Regions from separate parts of the Anas platyrhynchos genome. Here region 2 is linked to region 1. Evidence: chromatin contacts called from public Hi-C data. All regions are on one chromosome and are shown on one strand. Each heading gives the region's core, a stretch centred on a gene start, on an enhancer-like site or on the middle of the called end of the contact. The rest is flanking DNA. Distances are from core to core; before and after follow the strand shown. Region 1 overlaps VPS13B (vacuolar protein sorting 13 homolog B). Region 2 overlaps VPS13B (vacuolar protein sorting 13 homolog B).

Region 1 (2,893 bases), core at 244-2,743:
GTTGGCCAAGGAGGGTCACTCTCCCTGCAGGTCGCACATCGTCGCTGTGCACAGCTTCCAGAGCTTCCCTGGCTGGGGCCGGGCTGTAACAACCCATCCCCAGGATACCAGGCAGCCCCAACTCCTGGTTTTATTCTGGTTTTCTTGCCTGAAAGCGCTGGCTGGCCAAGCAGGCGTGTGGAGATGGAGCCTCTCACGTCCTGGCCTGGCGGTGCCTGCTCGGGTTGTTGTAGGGCAGGGGGGCATTGCCCAGCTGTATCCCACAGCCCGGGGCCGTCACCTCACACCATCCCGTCACCACTTCTGGTCAGGGGATCAGTTATCAGGCACCGCCATCCAGCCTGCCTCAGCCAGAGGGACAGCCAGGTGACAGTGACACCTCAGGGAACGAAGCAACTGCTTCAGGCATGCCGAGGAGATGTAAAAATAAAATAAAACGCGGCCGTTTGTAAGGGATTATTGCAATATTATCGATCAGAAAAAAAAAAGCAGAAAGAGCATCTTTTCCATCTGCACATGGCTCCCCACCCCTCCAGCTTTTCATCACTTCACACAGTGGCAAGTATAATTTGTTACAAATATGACACTGAGGGAGTAGCAGGCCCAGCCTGGAGCGCTGGCTTCCTCTGGGTCCCCAGCAGGAGCGGGCTGCCAGTGGGACACTCCTCTCCCGGGCCGCCACGGCGGGCCTGAAGCGCTCGTGGCCGCTCTGCTCGTCGAGCTGCCAGCAGTGCTTGTTTTTTTTTTGTTTTCCTCCTCCATCCCACCCTCTCCCTTATGTCCAGTGCGATTCCCTCTTTTTATACGGCATGTACCGGAGCTCTCAACCTGCCAGGGCTGAAATGTGGGACAGATTCAACAAGAATAATAGATTTTCCGGGAGCTTAGAATGATAGTATGAGATTAATTCATTTCATATGAGTAACATTTTCTCTTCTGTTCAGTTTCATGATTCAGCCTTCCACAGGAGTGACTGGGAGGGGTTACTAGAAAACAAGAACAGCATCTGGATAGCAGGAGTTTGCGGTGACGAGATGGGAATGAGGAGGGCAACACAGATCAAGGGCCCTCGGCGGGAGAGCAGGAGGCAAATCAGTCCATCTTTCAGTCTTCTGTCCCTGTCGTGCCTTGTGGTGATCTGACAGTGCTAGCTGAAATTCACGATACCGAGGCTCAAAGACCAGGCAGTTCCCGTTTAATGTTTATTGCCATTTCTGAATCACTCTCTCTGGACCGCCGAAAAGAAAAAAAAAAGAAGTCATGCAGCACTATTTCCCTAATAAATCTGCTGCCAACCACCCTGAGAAAGACAAGACCTGCAAACAGCTTTCCAGCAAGGCTCGCAGAAATTGCTGTGCGCTTGGCCATCCTGCAAGCTGCTGGCAACCCTGCATTTATATAGGAAACTAGATCCGCAGATACCTCTCATGGGATATGCATAGGGAATACTCCCCTATGAGTAACCTAATCAGCATGTAGATGTCATTGGTGTTTACACAACTGTACTGAGAAAAAGACATTTGTCTGGCTTTCACTACACTCTGAAAGAAAATGATCAGCTTAGAAGGGTTGGGGTGGATTTAAAATAACTTCTTAAGCACTTGTCAAAAATCTGCATCCCCTTTCCTAACACTCCATCAAGCAATTGACCTCCACACTCCTGTAAAGCAGTACATTGTATCAGTATAAACTTGCTGTCACAATTCTATCACATAAGGATGTGAAATCACAACGTTGCCTTATAGCATATAAAACCGAGCGAGCGATCTGAACTTTCAGTGCTGTTCCTCCGTAGCTGTGAGAATCCCGCATCCACCTCCCTAACACACTTTTAGCAGAAATACGGGAAGCTCCTGGAAGGAAGTCATTCTAAAGCTATTTGTGAGTTTGCCAAAAGGATTTCTTTGATTTACGAAGTATGAAAGATTGCCATTTCTGAATTCATAGTGGATGAGTTATTTCCCGTGTTTTGCTCAAAGGAAGTTCATAATGCGATGAATTCTAGTGTGAAAAAGAGAATTAAGGAATAACCTTTTCACAACTGCTGCTTCTGCAGTTTTTGCAGCCGTAACATTTGTCTCGTTTCTCCATACAGGCTGGGTTGTTGGATCCTTGGAAATCCTCGGAAGCCCAGCTAGCCTGGTGAGAAGCATAGGAAACGGCATAGCTGATTTCTTTAGGCTCCCCTATGAAGGGCTGACCAGAGGCCCAGGAGCATTTGTCAGTGGAGTTTCCAGAGGAACAACATCATTTGTAAAACACATTTCCAAAGGTAGATCTTTCACTTTGTCGCTCCTACTGCTGCTTTGTTGTCGTGCATTGTTAAAGGATGTGTTAAAAGTTTTAAGCAATATTGCTTGCAGCTTTGTTTGGCTTGCTAGGCTGCAGCGAAATGCTGGGAGGGTAACAAAGCTCATATATAACATCTTATGTATTAAACAGATCACTGCTTAACTACAGTGTGTAAGAATGTTTCAGAAACTTCAGAATTTTAAACCTCCCACTGGGAAATCCAGCTTGGCTCAGCCAGTATTTCATGTGATAACTTCAGAAATATTAAAGGTGTTCTGTACTTCTGCTAACCATCAGAAATCCTACACTGTGTTGCCTCATCATATTTATTATTTCTTTTGAAAAAAAAAAAAGTAGATACAGTTGTCATAACTGTGTAAGTATGCGGATAGGTTTTGACAGAAGGGCAGATCTGGATTTAAAACACAAGCAGCTTTTGTTTTGCGAAGTCTGTATAAACAGTGCCATCGCGTGGCTTCAGCCGGCCGGCAGAGGCGGCAGCTCGGCAGCTGCAGCTGCTTGCTGGTGATTCAGACTCAGGAGACATCCTTGCGGGCTCATTCTGTAAATATTTGTTTACCTTTCCATTGCCCGCTCTCCG
Region 2 (2,798 bases), core at 32-2,531, 260 kb before region 1:
GACAATCCATAACAGCTGCGTTTCAGCACCTTGTTTCTTTGGGGTGTACGAGGGACGAGCCAGTTCCTTCCCATCTCCTGGGAATGCCCCCCTGGGACAGTGCCTGCATCGCAGATACTGCTTTAAACTTGCTAAGTGCAATGCAAAAATAATAACAGATTCTTCATAGGGACAATGAAATACACTGAGAAGTAGGTCTAGACTCTGAGTGCAGTGATTATTCTGTGGTAGCGCTTCAAACAGAGGCTTGACAAGCAATAGTCTTCCCATTTTGTTGTTTTTTTTTAAATTTCTTTTCAGCATTGTATTGAGAGCCTGGTGTAAAAGAAAAGGGTCTGCGAACAAATTAATTAAGGTGGCTGCTGTTGGGTATTATTTTTCTTTAACATTACTGCCCCCATATGGATATATTCAGATAATACATTGGCTGTAGGGAAGGCATTTTGTGTATAAAGCAGCTTTAAAAATCATTTTTCTGTCAACCCGGAGCTCCCGAGATTTCAACTTGCTTGTATTTGCTTGGGACTCAAACAAAATACGCGGTGAACTAGGTGCTGATGTTTTCAAAGAGATAACTTGAACAGAAATGTACTTTAAAAGTAATTTTAACTCTGGTAGTTTAGTGCTATTTGCCAATGCACCTGTAGCCCCAGATTTTTTATTTTTCATTTTTTTATAAAATAGCTTTGCTAACAAATAGAGATTCAAGCCCTTAAACTTTGCAAATGAATTTTACATTATTTGTAGACATGAACTTTTAAAGTCAACTTGAAGATTTTAAAAATAAAACTTGACAGGTCATCTGTAACAGCTTTTGAACAAAGTCGTGCAGCTGGTCCTTGATCTGAATTAAAGGAGATTTTCTGTTAAAGCTGAGCATGGTAATGAGCTGGCACAACTGCATCTTCTCCGTTTAGATTATGGAACTATCACTGAAGCTAATTTTACTGCCAGAATTAACTGCTTTCTGTGAATAAGTTTAAAAAAAAAAAAGTATTTTTTCAGTACATTTGTGTGGTTCACTATATTGTACTAAATTTGAAGGCCAGAGCTGGTTGGATTGAAAGATTATTTTTAACAGGCCCCGTGGAGGAAAATCCAAAAATGAGGAATTAATAAAGATTTACTATTGCCACAGCAGCATTTTTTAAATGGCCATTTCCAGGCAACTAGGGGAACAGTTAAAACTTTTTTAAAATCAGTTAAAGTGTTACAGGCCAAGTTGAATGTTCTTGCAGGCCAAGTTGAGTGTTCTTTATTTATTCCAAGTAGCTCATTCAGTAAATTCTTTGAATGTCCCAAAGGGCTCTGTGTGGAAAGGATGTTTACAAGTACAAAGTCAGTGTTATACTTACACTATATGCTTGCTTAACTCCAGTTTGTTTTAAACACGCTGATATATGTTACAATTTGCAACATTAACTTTGTTCTGCATAGAATCTCTCTGATTTATAGCTATTAAGTGTAGCCAATAATTTGGGCAGGATGAAAACTTTCAGACACTTTTTTTTTTTGGTGAAAATACCCTTTTTTTGGTTTCCTCCACATTTCGATACAGCAGTTTTTGCTGCAGGCAGCAATATTTTTTTCCCTGTTTAATATCTAAGAAATCAATCTAGGATATCCATGGAATCCTTTATTTTATGCCTATTCTTTTGATAAAAGTCATTTTTCAGATGAAAAGGCATTATCTTGCCTCTAAAGCGTGAATTTCTTTTGGACAGTAGTGCTTTAATGTCTGTAGGGGAAGGAATGGTGACATTTTCAACAGTACCTTTCATATCTACAGCAAACCTGTCTAAATACCAGTAAGATACATTTTTAGTAACTTATAAGTTCACTTTTCTCATTTAGACAATGATTGAGGCTTTCATATGCAATAACAGAATTAAATCAATACAAAAACCATTGAGACAAAATGAAAAAAGAAGTTACAAATGTCTTATGGGGACAGAAAGCTTTGCGTTGTAATTATCTGCTAGCAACAGAAGTGTTTGCCCTGTTGTGACTTTGAGCAACGTGCCTTCCAAGCAGGCTGTGCTGCCGAGTGGCGTGGATCAGCAAAGCGTGTGCGTAACAGTATGTGCTGCTTTCTCCTGTGATGAACAGAAAAGGAGTGGAATCATTTTTGAGCTATGGAAAAGGAAACAGTAGCTCCGCCACACATTATTCATTTTCCTAATTACCTATTGATAGCTGAGATATAATATGTATGAGAAGGAGTATTTCGGGAAAGAAGTTGTGTTAAAAAGTGTTTTCTTCTAAACCTGATGTATAACCAGATAAGAATTAAAGTAATGCTAAGTGGTAAGGAGTCTGCTGCTCTTCTGTGCCATTTTAGGGCAGAAACAAAAGCCAATTGCGCAGGAGATAGCAGTAAAATAACTTCAGAGAAAAATTAGCTGACACAGAATGGAGTGAAAGAACAGCTGGTGAAGAGGAGATGAGTGACACACTGCTTGTCTAGTGCCTTACTCTCCTTAGGAGGAAAAACAGACTCACATGGTCTAAGTTAACTGATTCTTCTGCAACAACATTGTAGGGAATCTCAGTGAAGTGAGACTTCAAAATATGTAGAAACTTCTTGTCCTATTACCATAGATATTACAGGGGAGAAAAAAAGCAGAACAAAACATGTTTTTTCTGACTTTCCCTGTTTCTGAACGTGTTCCCTTTAATTTATGTTCCAGTTAAATCTATTCAACTTAAGAAGATATTTGAAAGGTGATTTTCAGCTTTGGCTTACAGTGTCAAACTTTATACAAGGCAACAAAACTGCTTTCTTGACTTTTTTATTT

The links. Hi-C and Micro-C count contacts between places; a contact is called where the count stands out from the background.
Region 2: a Hi-C map of subcutaneous adipose tissue shows a contact between it and region 1, with 2.6 times the contacts expected there. The contact joins two enhancer-like sites. A contact is called at or near these places in 2 of 8 Hi-C or Micro-C datasets (F1 follicle and subcutaneous adipose tissue).

What each region holds. Positions count from the first base shown.
Region 1 is chr2:22,115,076-22,117,968 of IASCAAS_PekinDuck_T2T, reverse strand. VPS13B (vacuolar protein sorting 13 homolog B) reads left to right here. Exons shown (of 62, transcript XM_072034435.1): 57 at 2,096-2,272. Among named protein-coding and RNA genes, the nearest start is that of COX6C, 29 kb to the right of the region's middle. Within about 2 kb of position 1,493, at least 3 of the 8 cell types and tissues checked have an H3K27ac peak or open chromatin away from gene starts, as enhancers often do. A contact at or near this core is called in subcutaneous adipose tissue, where this site is marked.
Region 2 is chr2:22,376,319-22,379,116 of IASCAAS_PekinDuck_T2T, reverse strand. The region is part of intron 19 of VPS13B (vacuolar protein sorting 13 homolog B); the gene reads left to right. Among named protein-coding and RNA genes, the nearest start is that of VPS13B, 180 kb to the left of the region's middle. Within about 2 kb of position 1,281, at least 1 of the 8 cell types and tissues checked has an H3K27ac peak or open chromatin away from gene starts, as enhancers often do. A contact at or near this core is called in subcutaneous adipose tissue, where this site is marked.